2 separate regions of the Capsicum annuum genome follow, and region 2 is linked to region 1. The links are chromatin contacts, called in public Hi-C maps. All regions are on one chromosome and are shown on one strand. The core of a region is the stretch at or near the end of the contact, and the rest is flanking DNA. Distances in the headings are between cores, read along the strand shown.

What was found. Hi-C and Micro-C count contacts between places; a contact is called where the count stands out from the background.
Region 2: a Hi-C map of placenta shows a contact between it and region 1, with 2.3 times the contacts expected there. The contact joins the promoter of LOC107872866 here to the enhancer-like site in region 1. A contact is called at or near these places in 3 of 5 Hi-C or Micro-C datasets (leaf and placenta).

Annotation. Positions count from the first base shown.
Region 1 is chr6:187,002,531-187,008,082 of UCD10Xv1.1, forward strand. No RefSeq gene overlaps it. Among protein-coding and RNA genes, the nearest start is that of LOC107872866, 47 kb to the right of the region's middle. Within about 2 kb of position 4,216, at least 5 of the 5 cell types and tissues checked have an H3K27ac peak or open chromatin away from gene starts, as enhancers often do. A contact at or near this core is called in leaf, where this site is marked.
Region 2 is chr6:187,049,061-187,054,741 of UCD10Xv1.1, forward strand. LOC107872866 (probable transcription factor KAN2) reads right to left here and starts at 2,850. Exons shown (of 6, transcript XM_016719516.2): 1 at 1,804-2,850; 2 at 1,308-1,384. The coding sequence starts at 2,542.

The sequences.
Region 1 (5,552 bases), core at 2,966-5,465:
TTGGTCATAAATGTCACTTGACGTTATTTAATTGGTTGTTTTTTCACGTCATTCGTGTGCACTACACACACTTTAATTTTTTGCTTATTATCAGAGAAATATTTAATGGGTAAATATTTGTTAATATTAAAGTGCCTAATAAGTACAAGTCTTAGTTGAGGTGCCTAAGTGAAATATGCGGACAACTTTAAGGGTCTATCGATGACTTGAGTCTTAATACTTTGCTGTAAGTCATAGACCATACCACATCTTGGAGATTGTCTGTATTGCCTATAACTTGATAATTAAAGGAGTCAGTTATTACGCTCTTCAAACTTTACGTGAGTTTTCCACATAATTATGCATAATTTTGTTGCTAAAATCCTGCTTTTAAATTTGAATTCTTGAATCATAAAATTTAGATAATGAAGGACTTGTACTCATCTCGAATATGTGAATTCAAGTAACTTAGGTTGCTCCATGCTTCTATTGACTTATGGGTCATGAACTTCGAAATTCTTCAATAATGACTGTAGTAAAGTGCCTGAATTTCCTTTTACTTCTGTTCTCAAGTCTGATGAAACTTGTGAATCTAACAATATTAGTGTGTCTTGGTGTAACATAAATTTATGTTCTGCTTGATATTTTCTTCTTTAAATAAATTTACCCTTGAAATGTTGTTTCTTTTTATTCATTATTTTGGATACTCCAAGTAAAAGTTCTTGATAGGTGGATAGTTATGGTTAAATGATTAGTTACTTGTCAAGAAAAGAGTTTCTTTGACTGTACCATTCATTATGAGATGTAAACTAATAGCTTCAACAAAGTTCTTACCCAACTTTGGATCAATGCGAAAATGTAGTGAGCAGATATACAAATTATTCATTGTGAAATGTGAACGAATTCACGTATGTGGGCTTACCATTACAATTACTATTGGGTTAAAAGTGTGTATGAAGTGTGAATGAAAAATGGAAAATGGTGGAGGAAAGGAAACATCCAATTTAGAAAGTGTACTCCAAATTGAAAAGTTCACTAATTCTCCCACATTGGTGGGAGAAGGAAACTTTGGAGTGTTTATAATAAGAACACTTACTCCACATGATAAGTAAGGCAAGAAATAAGAGATGCCCGGCTCCTTCATCGTCGTTGCTCACTCAGCCTTGAATTTGGATTTGAATTTGGCAAATGATTGATGAGATTTATCTTTTTGGACAAAGTTTATTTGATGGAAATAAAGAAATCCAGATAGAAATCTAATCCGAAAATACAAAAAATGCAGTAAAATATTTTCTGGTTTCGGTACTCCATTTATACATGCATGCAGAAGTTCGAACTGATGCAATACTTCATCAAACTGGTGCCACTGTTTCAGTGAACTGATGCACTGTTTCAGTAAACTGATGCACTGCTTCAGAACTGATGCATTGTTTCGATGAACTGACACACTTATTCACGAAATGGCATGCCTGTTCAGAACAGTCACATTGTTTGGACGAATGGACATGAATTTTCAGAAAAGGTTATACCTTTTAGCTAAACCTTTGCCTCTTTTCAGAAGAGGCATGTTGTGGCTATATAAACCTGGTTTCTTCCACAGGTTTAGTATGAAAATTTTCAGATTAAAAATGCTCTTCTTGTCTCAAAAATATTCTGTGTGATCACTCAAAACGTTCTGTGAGTTCGAAGATATTCCAACCGTTTGAGGTACCGCTACTGTTGGTCTGTTACCCATTTTATCCTGGGAGGAAAAATTCCACAACCTTGGGTACAGTGATAGGGATTATTTCCTTAAGGAAAATCCGTGAATTCGGACGACTTGGCTATTTTCTATTTCATTTTAATTTCTGCAAAATAAAATACAACTCTTGGAAAGGTCATTTTGATCTTGTGTTAAGGGTATTTGATATACTTCATTGTGTTCTTGTTTATACTTGAACTTTAGTTGAAATTGTTATTTCTACTATACAGATTTTGTATACCTGTAGAAGGAATATAACAATTACAAGCATTACATTATTGTTAAGCGGAGAAAAGAAAGTAGATCCTGCCGAAAGGGGAGTACCCTATCTAAAGAGCACGTCCAAAAGAATTGAAATATTTTGAAATGGTACCAGTCATCATGATGTTCGCGCAATTTTATTATTTTGAAACTCTTGTAAATAGCTGCAGGTTATGCTTGTTTGTGAAACATAGCTTACTATTATTTTGATTTAGAAAAAAAAAAATTTAAGGTTTAATTTAGTTAAAGTCTTAAGAATGGTTTAATGCAAGTTTTACTTTTGGGAAATATGTTTTCCTACCTGCAGCTGACAGACTGTAGGACTTGTGATAAAGCTTATTTAGCATTGTTGTTGTCTGGAACTTTTCTTTGCCAAGCAATCAGCTACTTTATTTGTTTCACTAAAGTTGTGCCAGAAAACTGAATTTTACAATTTCTTCAAGAGGGATCTTCATGAGCTTTTTATTGTCAACTGTTACTTGTGTTCAGGTGTTGAGTTTTGGCCTCTTGTTGTATACAAATATATATATAAATATATAAAATTCAGTTGCTTTCCGTCAGCTGTGAATATATATTTTTCTATACGTAAATGGGATTTAGGACTATTTGAAAATTTGGACAATGGACACCTGTAACATGCTTTGAGACGACAACTACTTAGCTGGAGATTCATGTGTTTGAAAAGAACAGATTTTTGAACGATGTGGATATTAACAGTGTGGAGTTGAACGAGGCTAACTAACTTTGTATTAAGTTAGGGTAATAGCTTTAATTTGTCTTGAAAAAAATTTGTTGATCATAAATTTCTTATAAGACATTCCCTATTAAGGACAAGAATGATTTAATAGAAATATTTGAGAATTACCTATTACTCCATCATTTACATTGGATAGATGTCCAATAAGTTTGAACAGGACCCAGAAAAAGATATGTGCTTCTAATGGGAAGCTTAAAAATGAAAAAAGAAAGAGGGGATAGGAAAACTCAAGTTGGTAATAGTAAAATTAATAATCAAGAGCTAGCTAGGTTCAAATGTTATGCTAATTTTCGATTTGTGAAACCTACATTTAATGTGCTGGACATAAAAAATATTTAGCGTCAAAACTCTAAAAGAGAGGGGAAAGGAGAGTATTTAGCAAGGATACAGTGAGAATAATGCATAAAACAATGCAAGGATTATGAATATGGAAAAAGACACTTCAAATTTGGATTAAACAAAAACTTCTCTTTCTAATATCTAAATCTAGTTCCCATCTTTGTTTCATGTATTCCCAAAGTATCACCTAAATAAGTACTGCTAGAGAGCTGTGTTTTTAAAGGCGGAGGCGTAAGGTGAGACATTTTACTTAGTACAAAGCGAGGCATAGGTCCCGAGGCGATGAGGCGTAAGTTCCACAACTCCTTTAATTTTTAATATTTTTAAATTAATATAAGTAGATATAAAAAATTTTAAAAGAGATAAATCACTTAAAAAGGTAAAATTACATCAAAATTATTTAAAATGGCAAAATCATCTTCCACGTCATTTTTAAATGTTGCATTAAATTTCACGTCATTTTGAAATGCAACAAAAGAAATTAAATATTAAAATAAAGTTAATTTTACAAATTGTAAAAAATTTTTAATTATGTTCTTAATATTTGATCACAAATTGAGCATCAAATTCATTCCAAATCGTTGAAATTCCTCTCCAATTAATTTAAATTTTCAACTATAATTCAAATGTATTAATTTAAATTTTCAACTATAAATTCAAATGCACAAACACAATAAATTTTAAATTTTAAATTTTAAATTTTAAATATCTTTGAAAAATCTACAAAAACTCATTTCTTGCTCTTCAAACTTGAACTTCAAGCTTTTCCAAACTCATTCATGGAATTTATTAATTTCTCAATATCCACTATCACTCACTTTCACTTCAAATTTAAATTTTAATCCTAAAAAAATGTGAAAAGTTTGAATTGAAAAAATAATCTGTAAAAAAATAAAAAAGTAAATTTCGAATGAAGGAGAAGAAAATTTTGAAGAAGGTAGAAAGATTATTTTCTTCTTTCAAATGCGATGTGGGTAAGGACCGGAAGAAAAAGAATAGTGAGGTGGAGTGATGCAGATGGGGTGGGGGATATGCGTGGGGCTGACAAAGAAATAGAAATAAAAAAAAATTAGAGAGGGTGGTTTTGGGGGAAGGGTGACAAAAAAGAATAAAAAAATTGAAGGGGGGAGGGGGAAGGGGAATGGTTGCTGCGTGGTGGTGGTGAGGGGGGAAGGCGGGGCAGGGAAGGGTTAGAAAGAGAGGAAGAAAGTGGGATTATTTCTTTTTTTTTGACTTTACTATTTTTTAATTATTTTAAATATCTTTTTTATTTCACTTGCCCAAAAAACGCGTGCAAGCATGCATTTTCTATCTCAATAATTTAATGCAACATATGCATTAAAAGAATTTTAAATATTGTGTTTTAATGGGTTGAGAGGTTCAGATGGTAAAAGGCTAAGTAGAGATGTTCACTTATAAACTCGGACAAGTACAAGGTCCACTAGACAATTTCGCCTTAAAAAAAGTGAAATATGTATTTAAAACTGCTTCAACAAGAAAACAACAACCAACCCATGCCACATAATACAAATATTTTATAAAATCAACTTTCTTATAATAAACTATTATATGTCCTCAAAAACATAAGTTTGTATAAAAAAAAATTACATAATCAATCAAACCCCACATTTTCGTTTCTTGATCAATATATTTACGCATTCATTTACTACATATTATGTTTTAAAAGAGAACTAATAAAGTAAATAACTTAAAACCTCATCATCATACGACTTGAAAAGAATTAGAAGAAAAGAAAGGAATTAGGAAAAAGAAAGTACACCCAGTACCTTCTTGATGAGTAGCAGCATCATCGACCCCACGGACAAATTCGTATCAAAGTGTAACTTTTTCAAGTTTCTTTCACTTTTGATTGGTGCATTTAAGTATTTACCAATCATATATTTTAGTATTAAATTTAAATTCGATATTTAACAGAAAAAAATTATTTTACTTTGTAAATTTTCTAGGCTTACATCTAATTTGCGCCTCATGCTTAGACAAACACCTTAAATTTCGAGATGTTCGCTTTTCGATACTTTCACCTCCTTACAACGCCTCGAGACATTTTTGACTACGCCTGCACCCCGAGGCGAGCCTCGTGACTATTTCTTAAAACACTGCTACAGAGTCGAATAGCGAATAGCTTAGAACTTAGAAGGAAAGACACTGAGGTTGGGTTGTCTAGATTAGTCTAAAATTATGTCAAGAAACACAGGCCCATTAGTGTGGGGAGAGCATTCGTCAAGCAAGCCCGCATGGACAAACTTGTCAAGGACGTATGGGTCGTTCACAAAAATATTCTTGCGCAATCTTAAACTTTTTACCTCGTTTGCCACACAAAATTTTTAAGTTTAGAAAATTTCGTCCTTGATCTTTGCTACCATCCATTTTCAAGATCATTGGATATACTTTCCTGGTCAAGGACATCTAATTGGTCTATGACGCTAAAAACAATTAATCCCTCTGTTTCATATT
Region 2 (5,681 bases), core at 1,600-4,099, 45 kb after region 1:
GCACCACATTTTTTTGATAGATAAACGCATGTAAATCCACAGATTAACCTGGACACACTTTTTTTATTTTCAAAGTTTTAAACATGAGAGATATGATTAAGAATTAAGAGATTTCATATATTTAATCATATTGTGTTGTGGTTTTACGCACTTCTACACATAGACATGTGCATGGATTAAAATATAGTTGGACACAGAAATATCAAACATTGTTATTAAAGAGCTTGGTGTGCAAAAATTCATAAAGATGAGATATCATTGGGACATGATTGCATTTGTACTTCCTTATGTTAGATAGAAAAATAACAGTAATTTATTGGCGGAATATCTAAAGATCACTCTTAATTTGACTCATTTTTTCAGATCCACTAAACTCTCAGTAATCTTAATTATCCTCCTAACCTTAGCTAATTTGTGGACTTCAACCCCACCCCTACTATCTCATTATAAGAGAGTGAGATACACATTAATAACATATAGTTGAGAGCTGATTTCTCAATTTTAGTCGTCTCCGCACTATTTAAAGAAAGTGTAGTCACTCTCTTTTTACCACAGTAGCATCTAAGAGGTAAAAGCTTTCAAACAGGCAAGTTCAAGGAGATAATTAAGATTGCTAATAATTTCAAAGATGTAAAGAAAATATGTCAAATTTAAAGTGGTCTTTAGGTATTCGTAGTAATTTTTCAGTGATCTCATTCAAAATACTAGTAGCAGGACTAATAATAATAAGAGTGTCTAACTTGTCTGGCTAAGCTGCAACCCACTCACCCACTCTTTAACTGCACATTCTTTGGTATTTTGTCTGTCTTGTGACATTGTATTATTGATGAATCATTATGAATAAAGGCTCCTCTCCTCTGTTATTGACCCAGTCCTTTTCTTTTCTTTCTTTATTACACTACCCTTCTACTACAACTCCTACTGCTACTGCTACTGCTACTGCTACTTACATGGATGGATGGTTCATTCTCCAAAGCAACAAAAGAAAAAGAAAAAAAGCTGCATTATAGCCTTTGCAGAACCATCAGATCTACTAGCTAGCCTAGTTAGCTATACTATAGAAAGGAAAACAAATAAAAAGAGTGCATTGGAATTTGAAGTGTCTGTAGATTTTAGACATTTTCTTGTAATAATGTTGGCTTTTTGTACGAACTCTAATGTAAGTATTAAGACTTTTGCAAGGACTCCAAAAGCTTTTCGCCCACAGACCACAGTATACGCATACTCTAGAGTAATTAAATTTCAAAATTGACCCCTTTAATATTATGCTACGACAAAATTAGGAGTAATTTGGGTACAAAATTTACCTGTAAATGGGATTTAACATGTGCCAAAGTGAGATCTTTCACATCCATTAGCTCAAGAACCGACTTGGGCGTTGCTCCTATAAAATCACCCAAAAAAGGGAAATTAATAATATTAATTGAGTTCATATGATCATAGACAAAATCTCATACATTTACAAAACACAAGCATAATTTTTTTTGCATATGTATCGATGGACTGAGATGAAAGATGAATTTTAGTAGCTTAATTGATTGATTGTCTAAACGTTCATTATCTTGGCGGTGACAGTTCCATTCCTCACCTTGTAATTCTCTTCCCAATTTTTATTTGAAGAAAAAATAGATTGAGTTAAGAGCGATAAAATTAGTTGAACAACCTTCAATAAGCAACGGCGTACTGTAAGTGGCAGAGTGATTTTGCTGCTACTATGAACTAAGATTCAACCCTTTATCACTCGGATTCATGAAAACAAAAGAAACAAGGAATAAAAGCATATATGGAAGAAAAGGAGCCTACTTTCATGGCCACCCAAGAGCTCGACAGCATGAACAAATCTGGCATGAAGACTACTAGTCCAGCGCATCCGTGGAGCTCTCATGGTACGTTTGGCTGGAAACCTTGACAAAAATCTCGATCGCATTAGGCCAGCTTGATGATGGGATTGATGAAAAGGAATAATTGGTGAGGAATTAGAGATAGTTTTGTTACTAATATTGTTATTAAAACTACTAATACAACAACCAGAAGAATGTATAGGTAATGTAGCTGCAGTAGTACTAGTATTGTCAAAAGTTTGGTGAGCAAATATTGGGTAGTTATGATGAGAAACGGGAATAGAAGGAGAAGGAAGAGGAGGAGGGTTTTGATGGTACACTGGAATTCCTCTTATGGGTCTTAAGAAACTAAGTTCTTGATTTTGTTGTAAAGATTGGTGGATGAAATTGGTGTGAGTGTTTTGGATGGTGGGATGGAAATGGGAAGTAGTGTTAATAAGTTGATGAGGAGGAGAAGGTTTATTTGGAATATTGGATAAGGAAAGTTCAAAAAGAGAAGAAGAATTATTGCTGTTATTATCAGATTTTGAGTTTCTTGACTCCAAAGCTCTTTTCCAGAAGAGTAAATCCATCTCATCTTGATTAGTAGTACTATTAGTATTATTAGTGACCATACTAGACTTCCAAGCTGTTGATGATGCTTTGCTATTTGGTGGACTGATTTGTAAAGATAAGTCTGGTTGTGCTGGGAATAGCTCCATCTATATATAACTCTTCTCTTTGTTTGCCCTAGCTAGCTCTTTATGTTGTTGGTGGTGGTGTTTCTCGTAGTGTTTGTAAATAGGTTAAGGAAAAAGTGATTATCAAGAAGCTAAGATTTTAAGGTTGAAGGAGAGAAGATAAAATTTGGGATTTTGGAGTTTGTTGTGTTGATCAAAAGAAGGTAATAGTAGTAGGAGTAGTTGTAAGGAGGAATTTGAGATTGAGTTTTAGAGAGAGAGAGGAAGTGGAGGAGAAATGACAAGGGATGAAGATGGAGTGAATGGTTGTTTCTTTTTGTGTGAAGTATATGTGAGAAAATGACACTTTGTGAGGCTAATATGGGGTGGAGTGGGGGGTGGGGGTGCAGGTGGGGGAGGGGTTGTGGGGTTAGGGAGGAGATTGTTCCTTTTGTGGACGTGGGGGTAAGATGAGAAAAGTGAGGAAAAGATGAAGTCAAGGAAAGTAAATAGAGTAAAGTTTGGGGGTGGAAAAAAAAGTTTTGGGGCTTTGCTTTCTTTTTTACTTTTATTTCCCCCCCTCCTTTTAACGATAAGTCCCCTAGTATTCTTTCAGCCTTTCAGGAAAGAAAAAGGAAATTTTAGTGTAAGCTTTAACGTGCGCATTTGTCGCTTAACAACTCATACTCCTAGTTTTAATTAAAATAGTTGATTTCTTTTTAAAAATATTTATTTTAATTTAATTCTCTATTTTATAGAATTATAAAAATATTATTATATTTTTTTAATAATATTTTTATCATTAAATGACTAAATATTATTATTAAATAACTAAATAAAGTATATATACTTAAATTTATACTTTTCAAATATAATTAATAAGATTCATTTGATAAAATAAACCTAATAAATTTTTTATTCAGAGAAGTGTCAAAGTTAAGAAGTACAATTATTTTGAAACAAAATAATTAACTATAATAACAGTATTTGTTTGAAAATTTCATCATTGTTATATACAGGTGTTGCTATATATATATATATATAATGACGTTTGACGTTCAGATCTTATTTATCTGTTATAAACAAAAATGTGCAAAATTAGAAAGGACATGTATATAAGAAAGACAAATATTAGCAGTATTTTCCTCTTGAAGTAATGATGTAACTGATGTCCTTCATTTATATATATTTTTATATTCTTTAAATTAGATATTTGTACTTAAAATTTACTGTGTGCATGACATAAATAACGATTACCATAAATATTTGATATTTTATTTTATATCCAATATATTTCTTATATAATATCTAAATATATTGCTATAGAAAGATAATTTTATAACGAGTGTACCATCATAATAAAGGACATTGTTGTTAATAGATAAAATACCGTTATAGAGAAGTAAAAAATATAACGGGCGAAATCGATTTTGGAGAAAATTATATCATTATAATGAAATATCGTTAGAACGAAGTGACATAATAGAGAGCTCTGGACGTATAACATATCTATTGAATTAATGTAAATGCGGGTGTGAAAGTACATGTTTACCCCTTTTAACAAGGTCTAAATTTCTAGATCTGATAATTATTATAACAAGAAAATGCTACACATAAATTTGGACCTACTAATGGCTGTAAATCACAGAATTATGGTCACTCATTTGGTCAATTGCATTGGGATAATATAATACTCAGAAATTATTTGCAGCTTCCTTGTACACTCAAATTTCTTTCCTACTTTGGGAAAGCCTCAGCCAAATGGTCCTTCAAAAGTCAACGAAAAAGTTAAAGCTTTAATTTATCTTCTTAGGCCGTTCAATTTTATGGACCATTTTACTTTGCTTCGTGTCATTTTGATCTTAGGACATGTGAAATTACCTCGGATATAAGTCTGTCGATATGGGTTTAACTAATACTGTTCAAGTATCAGATATTCAATTCTAGGTGTGAGGAAGAAGGTGTTGAAGATTCCCGGATCAGATGAAAAGAGGATAATTGATCTTGTTGATACGAAGAGTTAATAACTCGTCACTCAACTTTCTATTTTTATCTCAGAAAATCACTCAACTTTAATCTTTACTTCAAAAGTCACTTAAATTTCATATTTTTTTCTCAAATTATTTAATCATTTTTTTAAATAACATTTGCTTATGTGAAATTATTATTTAGATGCAAAATTTTAAAAAATAAAAAATTATCTCTTGATAACTCTTTTATCCTTATTCATAGAAATTTAGTATCTCCCCTCCTCTTTCTCATTTTTCTTCTCCTTCTCGCATATTGTAATTAATTCAACACTAAGTATGTTTAATAAAATATCAAAGGATCACACTAAAATTTAACAATAACCAAAGAATTAAAATTATAATTATTTTGCTTTACCTTTTCAATCCTTGTTTAAACTTGTTTTTTCCCATCTGATATTGATGTTCGTATTGAAATCTAATTAAATTTAAATGTATACATTATATAGCTTATTATAAATGCGACACTCTCAACGATACCCTCCCCCACCCCCCTTCCTGTTTTCACTCTAAAGATGTCTTTTTTTTATAAATGTTTGTATTATATGTATGAAAAAAAAAATTGTACTATATGTATATGTATGATGAATTAGAGATTTTATATCCATAACTAAATATTATGAATATTATACCTATGTTATAGGGATTCACTATATGTATGTAATAACTACGTACATGTGACTTTTAGTAATAAATGAGTTAAATTACGTATTATTTAGTTATATTTCATCGTATTAATATAGTTTATATTAATAATTTTTATCCTTCGATTATTGTTGAATTTAATTTGATCTTTTAATATTTTATTAGACATATTTAATATTGAATCAATTACAATATGTGAGAAGGAGAAGAAAAATGAGAAAAGAAAATTAATTTATGAGAATAAGGATAAAAGGGTCATTAAGAGATAATTTTTTAGTTTTTTAAATTTTACATTTAAATAATAATTCCACATAAGCAAGTGTTATTTGAAAAAATGATTAAATAGTTTGAGTGACTTTCTGAGTAAAAATGTGAAAGTTTAGTGACTTTTGAATTAAGATTAAAATTAAGTGACTTTCTGGGATAAAAGTCTAAAGTTGAGTGACCATTTGAGTTATTAACTCTTGATATAAATTGAACAATTCTCCCTCGTGAATTAATTTTGTATA